Linked DNA regions of Anas platyrhynchos: region 1 is linked to region 2. Evidence: chromatin contacts called from public Hi-C data. All regions are on one chromosome and are shown on one strand. The core of a region is the stretch at or near the end of the contact, and the rest is flanking DNA. Distances in the headings are between cores, read along the strand shown. Region 1 holds the start of RASSF6 (Ras association domain family member 6). Region 2 has its middle 33 kb from the start of IL8.

Region 1 (6,839 bases), core at 1,958-4,457, 66 kb after region 2:
CTTGAATCTGCATGTGGATACTTAGATAAATGACCTAGTTACAACATCTGCTCTGCGTTTATAATTGCTGCTGAGGTTGCTGGATATCTGTAACAGGGGTAATCAAGACAATTTAAGTACCTTGCTTAAGGAGTGCCCATGTAAGAACATGGGCCTATTAAAAATTATCAGGTTAAGGCAAGTCCCTCATGAAATAAAAATGTTAAGAGCCACCCAGGACAAAATGAGCACTTCAATTACATTTATTGCATTTACATGATGTGAAACATTAAGTCAGAGGAAAGACAATCATGTGCTTGAAGCGCTAACCTGGAACTCAGGAGATTTCAGTCCACCTCTCGGCTTCACTGGAGAGTTTTGAGTCTCTGGGATTATCAGTCAGGGTAGGATCTGCAAAGACGCAACTGTCATCCTCTAAGGTGATTCCAGAGCAAATTAATTACATTTGAAGATTTAGGCTTTATTCCTTTGTGCCTGACTTCCCCACTGTAAGATTACCTAGCTGCATAGCTAGAAGCTGCCTGTCTCCCAGGACATGAATTACCGTGAGTTACCACAGTTCTTTTCCAGAGGTTCAGAAAAAGAAACACTCTAAGGCTTACAGCCTGAAGAAATGTTAGTTTAAAGGCCATAAGAATTCAACAATTAATGTTTTTATTTTAGGTAAAAGTGTGCACCTTTACAAAATGGGAAGAGGGGATTGCTGTAGGTTATGTGATTAAACGAATGATTAACAAAATTCTTAGACATAACAGGTACAGACTTCAGACAAGGCAAGTAAATCTAGGTTTTCTTTTTGCAGGCATAGGATTTGCGAGTTATCAAGATTTAAGACATGGATCTGGAAGATCTTTGAAAAAAAACACTCTCATTCTATCTGTTGTGCTTGAAAATAGGCAGCTTAACAGTATGAGCATAACTTTAACACTTCAGGCACTTGAACATTTTCAGATTGAAGCTGAATATGGGATTTAGTAATGCAAAAGCTTGCTTTCTTGCTTTCTACATTCTATCTACTTTACAACCCTCTAGGAAGGATTCCAGCAATACCTTTCACCCTCACTGCATTTCATAAACTAACACAAAAAATAGTATTTATGTTGGATTATGGTTTTGCTCCACACCTTAGAACAAGGAAATTTAGCTACAGCTGACACCCTGTTTTTCAATGCAAGCTGTTTTGTTTTCACAGTAATGGCAGTGATAAACACTAGTTGGAAGTTGAATTTCCTTCTAAAAACTGAATCAGGTCAAATGTAAGATTTTGATGACTTCTCTTTTGCATTACTTGACCTGATACTTAATTGGAGATTACAAGGGTCTTATTCATCCCACTGAAGTCACTGGGATGGTTTCCCTTCTGCAGTATTCACTTGTGAAATCTAAGATTTTTTCCCTTTGTCTCACATGCCTTAACAATATCATTTAAGTTAAAAATACAAGAAGGATTTTGGGCCAGTATGTGACTTGGTGCACATTTCAAACGCATAGTCATTAAAGGTATTTATGACTACCCTGTAGTCGTGCATAAGCCCTACCACCACTGCCATTTCTGCAGCATCAAATTCCTTTTAAATACACGCAACCCGGCGGTCCTTTTGAACTTTTTATTGTTCTCTCTCAGAGCGTGTAAGATAAGCAAACATAACAGGGGTACAGCTGTGAAAGGAGCATTATATTCCACTGTAATCTTTTACTTCAAAAAGCCTGAGATCATGCTTTACAAAAGTAGACCTCATTAAAGAGATGTTTTAGGATGGTATTGACTGAAGGAAATTATTAGTAACACTGGAGATAAACAGAATCCACTTGAGTGCTTCTTTATATAAACATGGATTGCAAAGTAAAGAGTCTTCCCGGTTATTATTTGAATACCATTATATAAATATCTTCCTTTTCCAGTTAATACCTAGCGTGAAACAGCAACCAGACGCTAGCATTAGGAATCAGGGCTCAAATGTAGTAAAGTGAATCAACAACACATTGATGTGAGGCCCCAAGAGCCAGCTGCTCCCCAGGGACCAGGGAGCCAAGTACAAGAACCCAGCTGGCAGGGCAGGAGCCTCACTGCCCAGAGCCCACCCCACCACAACTGAACGAGGTGAGCCAGGCAGGCCCATAGATCACAGCCAGGCTCAACCCAGAGTCAAGATCATGGCAGTAAAGCAAGTCCAAGGTCAAAGGGGAAAGCCAGTTCACAGTACAGGGGAGCAGAACAACACAGTCCTTGACCATACAGGTCCACAGATGACGCTGAACAAGACACCTACTTCCAACACAGTTCAGGAAAAAGCTAAAGCACCAAAGCCAGAGCTTAAATGAGCTTCAGGGCCCCTGGGCATGGGGGTGTGTATGGAGGAGGCTGCAGATGAGGCCAGTCAAGGCTATTAGGGCCAATTAAAATCACAGAATCATTAAGGTTGGAATAGACCTCTAAGATCACTGGCACTCTCAGAGCCCCCAAGAGCAGGCAATCCGTGGTGCAATGAGATCACTAATGCTAGAAAAGCTGTTTTGGCCTGCTAGTCATTTTTAGAGGGCTTTAATGAGGTTCTTGAAAGACTCAGCTGGAAATACTGAAGGGGCAAATCTTCTGCAGGAACAAAAAGCTGTAATAATCCACAGCATTTCTTCCTTCAGTTGTAGAGTAGGAAATTTCAAGTTTCAGCTTTAGAAGGGACCTCTGTGCTTTTCCTGAAGGCTTGCTTTCTTCCCCTATCTAATAAACAGAAATAAAATTCAAACTAAATCATTTCTGAAAGGGAAAAATACAGAGGCTTTTCTTCCAGTTCTGGCACACCAGTAAAGACTTTTCAGAATCTCTTTGCCTCCCATCTTCAAACAGCAGCCAAGCTGTAGATATATTGCTTTATTTGAATTGTATCCAGTACACACCTCTCAGTGTAAACAGTCCTTTACTCTGTGAGAACACCTGCTCAGTGCCAGATATTGAAGGGATTTTTAATCACAAGTGCTTTCTATGGGCTTGATCTTGTGTCCTTTGTCACCAGTGGCAAAACTTCCTAGCGCTGTTTCATGGTCCAGTTGTTGGCTGTGGATGCCTTTGGTTTTGCTGAAAGCTCAGAAGTGCCACTAGTCATGAGATGTTAGACTGAATTTATTCACATTGCCCAACTAGAGGTGTTACCTAGACGCAGCTTGTTAGCACTAATAACCATTGCTCACTTTTTTTTTCTAGGTCAGTGGCTTTTACTGTTGTAGCAGGAAAGAAAAAATGCTGAAGCACATGCCCCAAGACATGATGCAGAAAGAGATGAAACATTTCCCCCCACATTTGGTAAGGTATTTGTTTTTCAGCAAGACACAGCAGTACATTAGCAGGACGTTTTGATAACACCAAAAGTGTCATCAATTAAATGAATGTGAAAAAGGTAAAATGCCTGAAATATGATCCCACTTCCCCTGAAGATTTTCAATTGTATGTTTAAAAGCTTTGTGACCTATTTTAAGGGTCTGCCCCAGTACAAGGACTAAATTGGTTTCTTTAGGATAGCTTTGAACCAACGTAGAGAATGATCTGATATTCATGTGATTTTCACAACGTGACAAAGAGGTGCTCACGTTCTATTTTATGAGGAATATCATTTATGATACAATATTGAAAGCAATAAGCAGTGACAAGTTACTGCACGCATAGACAAACCACCCAGGAAATAGCAAGCTGTTGAGAGTTCCTCTTCCACACAGGTGCTCCATTGTATTATAAAGCCTGTTCTGGAGTTTGTGCTTGCTGTGGTTTTGCTGTGTCAGCTTCAGGCATATCCACCTGGTCCTGGAAGTTCGGATTATCCTCATGGGTCATAACCCGTAAGAAGCTTACGTTTACTAGAGAGACATGTCACACATCAGCCTCAGTGACAAGTGTATGATTGGGAGGATGTCACCACATCTAAGCCTCTAGCAGGTGATTCCATGCTGGCAAACCTCCCAAGGACTGCAGCACACCACTAGCTCAATCATTTTGTGCTCATAGATCCAGCAGGCAAGAGTTCAGTGCTATATACAGTACTGGGACCTATCTTGTTTAATATCTTTATTGATGACCTAGATAAGGGGATTGAGTGTATCTTCAATAAGTTTGCAGATGACACCAAGTTGGGAGGTAGTGTCAATCCGCCTGAGGGTAGGGTTGCCCTTCAGAGGGATCTGGATAGGCTGGACTGCTGGGCTGAAGTTTAACAAGGCCAAGTGCCAGGTCCTGCACTTTGGCCACAATAAGCCTACACAGTGCTATAGGCTTGGGGCAGAATGGCTAGAGGACTGTGAAAAGGAAAGGAACCTGGGAATGTTGATCAATGTTTGGCTGAACATGATCCGGCAGTGTGCCCAGGTGGCCAAAAAGGCCATTTGCATCCTGGCTTGTATCAGGAATAGTGTAGCCAGCAGGAGCAGGGAGGTGATCGTCCCCATTTACTTGGCTCTGGTGAGGCCACACCTCAAGTCCTGTGTTCAGTTTTGGGCCCCTCGCTACAAGAAGGACATTGAGGTGCTTGAGCAAGTCCAGAGAAGGGCGACAAAGCTGGTGAGGGGTCTGGAGCACAAGTGTTATGTGGAGCAGCTGAGGGAGCTGGGATTATTTAGTCTGGAGAAGAGGAGGCTCAGGGGAGACCTTATTGTACTCTACAACTTCCTGAAGGGAGGTTGTGATGAGAAAGGGGTTGGCCTCTTCTCAGATAACTAATGATAGGACTCAAGGAAATGGCCACAAGTTGTGCCTACAGAAGTTTAGGTATCAGGAAAAACTTTTTCTCTCAAAGAGTGGTCAGGCACTGGAACAGCCTGCCCAGGGAGGTGGTGGAGTCACCATCCCTCGCTGTGTTCAAGAAGCACCTGGACAAGATGCTACAAGATATGATTTAGTAGCTTAGTGGGTACTATTGGTGATAGAACAGTTGGACTAGATGATCCTGTAGGTCCTCTCCAACCTTGTGCTTCTATACAACTGCAGCATCTGATGGGAAGATGTTTAGCCTCTTAGCAGTCTAGCCACTCATTCATCTGAAAGCTCAAAGAACGGATATTTACCTCTTCATAACAATGGCAGAAACAACTTTGTGCATTTCTGACAGAGAAGCCTACAATGAACACTTCTTCAGGCTTCAACATTTTTAATCCAGATTTGCTTTAGTAGTACTTGGCCTTGCTAGGAATATTTGGATTTGTCTTTGCAAATGCTTCATAGACTGTAGTATCATTTAGCTTTGTACATGACCATTTGTTTATTTATTTTTGCCACTGAACCATGGTGGAGCTTGTAAATGAAGGTGAACACCTCATGGCCTTACTATTATTTCTTGCCCATGATGATCTCCTGATGTCCTTGACTATGACCTCCTATCCGCGTCAGCTCCCCCAGCCTCAAACTCAACACAGGTAGGGTAGCGCTTTGGTAGGGAAGTGCTAAGTATGGGTCCTCAGGTGCAGCAGGCTGGCCATGCTGGGGAGAGCTTATGACCATCCAAGTCTGTCCCCTCCTGCCCTTTTCTCTGTCCCAGTCATCACAGTAAAATGCAGCACAAAGTGTAATTATAGCACTCCTTGAAGCAACCTCATTAGGAAATCAATTTTTTCCCCCACAGATATTTTAGCTAGGAGCACAAAACACCCTGCTCCCGGCAACCCACTCTAGAAGTTTTGCCTCCCACCGTTTCTTTGATTGAATAAATACAAGGTAAGCAATTCCTAGCCCTGTAGTAGTGAGTTTCTCCTTACACAGCAGGAGAAACGCGGTTAGCCCTTTCCGTGCTTCCTTCACCCTCCCTGTGGCACAGGCAGGCGCACAGTTCCACCTTGAGGCCAAGTCGGACACAGCAGCCTTTTGTCACCGACGTTCAGAGCTTGCCCTTAATGGTAAGGAGCAGACCAAGACCAAGCCCAAAATCCTAGTCTAGCCATGCACTTTTCTAGCACGTTGAGATCATTCCACCTGACCATTATTTGTGTGCAAGATTTTGCTATTGCCCCGGAAGCTGTGGCTGTTGTGACTGTAGTTGTTCCCCACCATTATCCCCAGCTGTCATCACATTACTGTTATTAGATCTGATCCTATATCCTCAAAAGGCCACTGATGGGAGACTTAATTGATACATGCTGTAAAGTACTTACAGCATGCAACTTAGCCTCTTGAACTGGAAGTTTTCGCTTTCCTTATGGACTTCAGGTCAATGAGCACATGCCCCCAGGTAGAGCTGTGGAACTTTGATAAATTTGCATTTTCATCTATCTTCTTTGCTTTAATGAAATATAAAATATGAAGATATTCCTTTATTTTATATACATTTTAGTAGTTTATTTCTATTCCTGTATTACATTAGCACACTTCTGAAATTTGTACTTAATAGAAATAAGCGTTTTTATTTTGAACAGTAACTTTTAAAATATTCATTATTGACCTACTGGCTAATTCTAACTCTTTTTATATAGTTATAAACTGAACATTTTTGTTCCTTTGATAAAAGAGACTACTGCATCCTGCCTTTTGTTTCTAATATTTTATTCTTCTACATCAGCCCTTTCTCCTCTCCTTTACTGGGGAATGTGGTGGACACTGTTTTCCTCTGGGAAAACGTCAGAAAAAGTACCCATATCACCTGGGTCCTCTGCCTGCCCACCCACCAATTCATGCTGACACCTGAGGAGGTCCCAGTCCACAGCTTTCCCTGACAAAAACTTTGTTAACCCTTTGTCCATGTTCTCTGTTTAGCCCCCAATTCACTGACTCATCTTTTTTTTTTTTTTTATTTTTTGCCTCATCCAGACAAATGATTTAAAGGTCTATAATTTCGCAGACTCACAGAAGACTTAGCTTTCAAAATGGG
Region 2 (7,124 bases), core at 1,338-3,837:
ATTCTTAATAGTAACTGAAGTGATGTGCTGGCTGTGCCAGATGCAAAGGGGTCATAAAGACACAGGCTGGTTTTAAAATGTAAGGAATATAGCCTCTCTGAACTATTTTCTGCTGTTTTTTCTCTCCTTATCTCAGGTATTTGGTCCACCCCAGAAAAAAATTAAGCTAACATTTCCCAGCTTGTGGCTGTTTATAAGATATGGCATTATGTGCTGGCCTTTGCTTATTTAGGGAAATCTTTTTGATGTTATTGGTTTGTTTTTCTTTTTGCGGTGATGTTCTGTGCAAACAAGCTTTCTTCTCTGGAGAGCGCCAGCTCCGTAGCAGCACGGTTTGAATGCAGTCCTTCTTCCGCTGGCATTAAAGGCAAAGCTCCTGTGGCCTGCAATCGAAACACGCTTGTTGGGTGAAGCCCTCATCACACTGACGTCAGTGGCAAGATTTCCAGTATCTTATGAAAGCCAGCTCTTCACTGCTGACATTAGGTGCCATTAAATAGGCAAGGGATAGAAGAACAATTGGGGCTGACCTGCATTTTGCCCCTTTTTTGAATAATTTGTGGAGGGCAGCAGTGGCTGAGCTCTTAGATCACTACACGTGGTACATTAAGAGCCCATTTCATAGAGGAAAGGATTTCTCTGTTGGAGTGTGGTCAACGTCTCGTGTCACACAGAAATCTGCATTAACGGAGCAGAGTTCGTTAGAGTAACTGTGTTAGCTTTATTCAAACCTCTCAGCAGGAATTCAAGTCCAAGAACAGGCTGAGGTAAATGCAACATATAAGAGTGCGAATTACTAGATTGGGCTGGCTACTAAACATGCATAAGGTAAGGCAGCAGTGACAAAGTCCCTGTGCAGTGAGAGTCTTCTGTGCTGTGGGTTTCAAAGTGTCCAACTCCAGCAATGTGGTCAGAAATAACACTGCTTTCCCGTGCCTTCTCAAACATCTGGACGGCTGCTTCCTAGCCAGGGAGGTGTCTTAACAAGTAACTGAGAGGGCCTAACAAGAAACAAGCTATCTTCAAATAAAGCTATGCTTCTTGTGAACTGGGAACTTTTCCATCTTTTTCCTAGAAAAATCATGTCCAAAATCTGGAGGACAGGTGTTGGTGGAATGTGGAGCTTGATCTGTTCAGGGCTCGTAAACTCGACTGGACAACATGCCCGTGTTCTCCTGAGCCTAGCACCTCCTCCTTGTGCTGGTGCAGCTTTTTGAAGCAGTCTGCATGATTGCTCTTCAACTAGGAACGTTTCATTCCCATAAATTTATTTGCCACTGACTGGTCTTGACGTGAATTACAACACGATTCAGCATGAATTCAGCAGATAAGCTGTTCAGGTACATTGCTTCTAAGGGGAGACCTGAGTGCTGAGCAGCTTGGGGCAATGAAATAATTTCAGTGACGTGCTGGGGAAGCAGAAAGGCACTGCAGAAAGGGGTGAAGAAGCTTGCAGATTGCTTCACCATGCCAAAAAGGAAATACTCTTCAATCAGCAAATGTGGCTTGTTGACAAATGCGCAACATCTGCAGTGCTTATGAAGCTCATTTGCTCAGTCATTTTCCTGTGGTGTAATTAACCATTTTGTTTGACGTTCATAAGAACATTTTTGATGGTCTAGAATGTCTTAATTCTCTGACATATCAAACTCCTCAAGAGCTGGCCTGACCTTTAGCCCAGGCTATGGTTCTGGATAATTCTTGTGCAAATATCTGCCATGCCAACCGAGTGCGAGGAAACTCGAGTTGTGCTAAAATGCAAAAAATGGCTCATGCTCAGGACCATTGCTCAGCGCCTTCTCTTTAATCTGTGTGATGGTAACCCTACACATCTGACCCCATCAGGATACTCTCAAAGCAGTACTACCAGGAGCCAGTTTTAGGAAAAAAAGATGATAAATGGTCAGATGAGCACCTTTTGTCTCTGTCCCCGTGAAACAAGAGCACCTTGTGCCGTTTGTGGTGGTGCCCAGAATATCCTACAAGTATTCCTTTTTATGGGAACCAATAAAATCATCTTTAAAGAAGTCTGCGACTAGGAGGCAGCTGAAAACATGAATAGGTAATCCACGATGTCACTTTTAGATAGACTCTTAACAAAGTTATGAGGAAAATAAATCAGGATCATCCCGAATCATCTCCCAAGGATCATGTCTGCATCACTCTGGGCAATTAGCTGGATTTTGCAGGTGGGATCAGCCCAATCTCCTGGCCAGATTTTTCCGGCTATGGGGATTCCCCTGCTTTTCCTAAGTGGCACAACCACTTGGTCATACTTGGTCATTAGCAACTGGTGAGAGATAAGAGAGGCTGACAGGTCCCTTGCCAGTTTGCCTGACGAGATGTAGCTCTGTTCTCCTCATGCGCTGGTGCCTCCTGGAAGTGGGCACAGGAAAGGGAGCATGAATCAGGGAAGCCCAAGGAGAAGGAGTAATTTGAAAAGCATTTATCTGTGGTGAGGTTAGTGTGTCAAGAGTTTGATCTGATGACATAACAAGAATAAAAATACATGTTGGAACATAAGGAAAATATGCGATCTGCACAGCTCATCCTGCTGCTCTGCACGGGTGATAGGAAAGGCATTCTTCTTGGGTACTGAAAGTAACACTAAGCTCGCCTTGTCATTGGGAAGTGTCAGATCTGACCCTGGTCCCACCGAGTGAGGATTATTGCGGCGGCTGATTGAGGTGCTTTGTGCAAACAAGCAGCAGAACTGACGATACCTGCTTTTCAATGGACGTGAGTTTTGTAATTGGATTCTCTGGCGTCTAATTAGGTACACAACCAACCGAGGAAGTTCCCACAATTAGGGCCTTTGTGACTTCTCCCCCTCTGCCATAGGTTCTCGAGTGTGTCATGAAAGTTTGGTTGACAAGTTCTGATGGGAATTTCTATCACTCACTGTAGAAACCATCAGAAACCATCTAGGAAGTACTCCGAAAATGGCCAATACTCAAAAGATGCCAGGGGAACAGAGGAGTATAGAACAAATGAAGCAGCTTCAGCCCGTGATAGACTTTTTTTTTTTTTTTTTTTTTTTTTTTTTACTAAGAAAACCAGGCTGGATGCTGCCAAACAGATGTGAAGCTGGATTTCAGTCATGTTCCACTCCAGGCAATCATCCAAACAGAACAATCAAATTTTCACAGCAAAAGAGCTACACAGACAGAATATCTTCTCATTGTCCATGGCAGCTACAGACCCATGGCAGTGAAAAGGACACTTAGCCATCCAGGATCTATTTAAGCCTGTTGGTACTCGAGATGGGTGGAAGGGTGGGAATAAAAATACTCAAAGAAGGACAGAAATGCCAAAATGTTGCTGTCACTCTCAAAGAGAGTTGGGAATCACTGTCACTGCTTGGGCTATCCCTCATTAGGAGAGAGCCAGGTGCCGAAGGATGTCTGCTGAGCACGGAAGGAGCAGTGGGGCAGCTGCAGCTCCTCATTACTCCTCCAACCAGCCTTGCAAACCTGCCTGCTTTGCTTGTCTGTTGCCAGCTTTCTGATGTCCAACCTTTTCCTGACCAATGTAAGAAGAATTCAGTTGACGCGTGTCCCAAAGGAGTCTCACCGTGCAGATGTAGACCAAAGGGATTGTTTTTGTCCCAAAAATGCTTTTGCCACACCAACCGTCTCCACGCAGTGCAGCGTCTGTGTGAACTGGGAAAGGCCAGGTCAGGTGTTGCAAACAACAGATACTGTGATACATCCGTATGGGTCTGACTGCACATCTGCAGGGTGGATTTATTACTGGAACAATTAGACAATTTGTGAAGCACGTCTCACAAGCAGTTTAATTTCCATGTTCCCCAAATTTCACTTTCATTAATGGGAACCTCCACCCTGCTCATGTTTGCTGCAGAGGCTGGGAATTAACTTAATGAGGCCACCACAAAAGTTGTCATGACCAGTATTTAACTTCAGAAGTGAGTTTGCCTGAGGAACTAATTAGCAGCTGGCTAATTGGGGCTGAAATAGATTGTATCGCCCTTGCTTTACCCACAGCCTTCGTGAAAACACGGGACAGAATGTGTTTTTCAAATATATAGTTAAAACACTGTTGCTCCTTTGCAGTAGGCAAAATGACAGAAGTGTTACCAGCAGGGCCAAAGAGCCACATGGTTTTGAGAAGCCTGAGACAAACACAGAGCTTCACACCTCAAAGAGTGTTGCCATCTGACCCACGAGCTGTGCTGGCTCACCTCCTCGTGGTCCTGCACCCCTCATTGGAAAAGGAACCGGAAGGCAGTACAAAAAATTAGGCTGCTATGTGGAAACACATTGTTTTGTTGTTCCAACCCCTCTTGTCTCCAGCCTAGTTCTGTTTTCAGGTGACTGCTGTGAAATTTAAGCAGATGATGGAGCCTCAATGCTTTTCACATCAGCCTCTCACATAATTTCATTTCGACACAAATGGGACCAAACAAAAGAGGCTCAGTCCCAGTGCTCTCACACCAGAATGCCACTAAGACAAAGGCACAATGAGGGCTGTAACTGTGGAATGGTGACAGTGCTGATGGGCACGGTCTATATAAGCCATTAACTAATTGAACTTGAAAATCTGGTGTTATCCAGATAACATCCGTGATGTTATCTGATGATGTGAACACATGGGAACAGACACCAGGCATATTTAACTAAATATTTATTTTTTAAAAGCAAAACACCATAAGTAACAAAGGAGAAACTCTTAATTAGGAAACACATGTAGCAAACAATACATTAGAAAAATCTTCCGTTTAAGTTACAGGCACTTATTACAATCAGGCTGGTTGTACAATGATGTACCTACACAATAATTAGATATAAATAACTAGCAGCTTCTTTGACATTTGGAGAGGTTGCAGTTAGCAGATGAACAGAACCCATAAGGTCTCACTGTGAAGACAGTTAATTACCAGTAATTACAAAGAGGCTGAGATTCCCCCTTCGTTTTCACTTTCTGCTGGACAGAGCTATGAAGCGTGAGGAAAACTATGTACGTGCATTTCCCAAGGGGGATTTGGACTATAGCAAGTAAACATCCACCAGTGCAACAGTCAGTTTTATGTGACTCAATATAAATTATGACATTATGCCATACAAAAAAAGACATCACTTGTCTAGGGTTGCCATGGCATGTCTAAGGTGGACATCGCTGCCTGCGGACATCCCAAGCCCACCAGCGGCGTGCCGATGCTGCAGCCCGGCAAAGTTTGTGCGTTGAAAGGCAGCAGGGTGGTTGCTGGAAGTCTCCTTGTGCCATGCCTCACAGCAAGGATTTAAAGGCAGAAAATGAGTAGATCACTTAAAGCTGGGCTCTAAGTGCATCCAGGTACCATGGCGTTAACGAAAGGTGCCAAGCCCAGGCGCGGAGTCTCAGGAGGTGTCCACTGAGGGCTGAAGCCAAGAGCGTCGCAGGAGCCCCTTCCCCATCAATTCTGTGCCGAGCTGCAAAGCAGGGGCCAGGAGCTCAGCAGGGCTGGTCCTGGTACCATCCCATCCCATCCCATCCCATCCCATCCCATCCCATCCCATCCCATCCCATCCCATCCCATCCCATCCCGCTGTACCTGCGGAGGAGCCTGGTAATCAGCAGCTGCACCCAGGGCGCCGAGTGGTTCAGGCACACCGTCTTGCCCGCCTTTGTGGTGGCTCTGCAGGGTGAGAGGGGACTCAGGAGGGGCTCTGCGAGCCGAGGGACCCCGGAACGGGGACAGGGACAGGGACTTGGCACTTACATCACTTCGGGCACGGCGCAGTGCGGCCCCGCGGGGATGAGCTCCAGCCCGGCCAGGCGCCGCGGGGGGATCAGCTCTGTCACAGTCTGCACGCAGCGGCACCGCAGCTCCCCGGCCAGCGGCGCACCTGGGGAAGGGGGCACGGCCTCAGCGAGGCTCTGGGGCCGTCCCTCCCGCCCCTTGTCCCCCCGTCCCCCATCCCCTATCCCCCCTAAGCTACGTCCCCTCTGCTCTCACCCCAGCAGAGCGCGGCGCAGGTGGCCAGGAGCAGGAGCAGGAGGTGCGGGTTCATGGCTCGGGATGCCATCGGAGGTGCCACGGAGCTGCCTGAGCCTCCCCGCTGCCTGCCCCTGCTTTTATGGCCCGGTCGGGAGCTGCCGGGGGTTTTCCCCGGCGTGGAGAGGGGCCGGGTTCACCGCTTTCGGGCCAGGAACCCCGGGGGCTGGGCGGGACAGGGTTCCCCGTCCGTCCCCTCCATCCCCTCCGTCCACCAGGACATACAAGGGCTGGAGCTCGCCTTGCTGGCGACCTCTCGCCTTCACCCAGGGGGGACTTTTCCCCCCACTCACCCCTTTCTGCACCTGCCGTTTGAGAGGTGCGAAGCGGTGTTGCCTGCAGATAGGTGGCACTCGCGTTTGCGTACCTGAAATCCCCTCCTGCAAGCTCCTACTTCGCTTCTCTGCGGATAGCTCCCTCTCGGTGTTCAGTACACTCAACAAATTTTGCTAACTTCTGCCCTGAAGCAGCGAAAAAGCAGCTTTCTGGGAGTCTTTAGAAGGAATTAGATGTTATTTAGATTTATTTATTCATAGATTTAGTCAGAGATATAGAAACATTGGCAATTAGCTTTGATATGAAATAGCACTTTGCAGGGTTGCGTTTTGTTCTGCTTGCAGCTGATGCTTTTTGCTCTTTTGCATGAATGTTTGTGAACAGACTTCAGAGAAATGAATTGTTCCAGAATTGCTGCCATGGGTTTTGCTCCAACAGCTCACATACCTTGTTCGTCCTGATTGTTGCTGACATTTTTGTATCATAGAATCATAGAATATCCTGAGTTGGAAGGGACCCTTAAGGATCATCAAGTCCAACTCTTGACACCGCACAGGTCTACCCAAGTTCAGACCATGTGACTAAGTGCACAGTCCAATCTCTTCTTAAATTCAGTCAGGCTCGGTGCAGTGACCACTTCCCTGGGGAGCCTGTTCCAGTGTGCAACCACTCTCTCTGTGAAGAACCCCTTCCTGATGTCCAGAAAATTTGTACCATTTGTTGCTTCAGTTCGGGACATGGTTATGGCTATGCAAGCAGTAAAGCCTTGTAAGGGTGTTCTTTGGTCTCCCTCCCCTTGCAATGTTCTAATCTTTATTTATTAAATAAATAAATTCTTTGCTGGGGAATA

The links. Hi-C and Micro-C count contacts between places; a contact is called where the count stands out from the background.
Region 1: a contact with region 2 is called in a Hi-C map of skeletal muscle, with 2.7 times the contacts expected there. The contact joins the promoter of RASSF6 here to the enhancer-like site in region 2. A contact is called at or near these places in 2 of 8 Hi-C or Micro-C datasets (skeletal muscle and subcutaneous adipose tissue).

What each region holds. Positions count from the first base shown.
Region 1 is chr4:50,086,582-50,093,420 of IASCAAS_PekinDuck_T2T, forward strand. It overlaps RASSF6 (Ras association domain family member 6), which reads left to right and starts at 3,208. Exons shown (of 12, transcript XM_027457022.3): 1 at 3,208-3,298. LOC106014934 (a long non-coding RNA gene) reads right to left here. Exons shown (of 4, transcript XR_002399074.4): 4 at 6,259-6,839.
Region 2 is chr4:50,021,229-50,028,352 of IASCAAS_PekinDuck_T2T, forward strand. No RefSeq gene overlaps it. Among named protein-coding and RNA genes, the nearest start is that of IL8, 33 kb to the right of the region's middle. Within about 2 kb of position 2,588, at least 2 of the 8 cell types and tissues checked have an H3K27ac peak or open chromatin away from gene starts, as enhancers often do.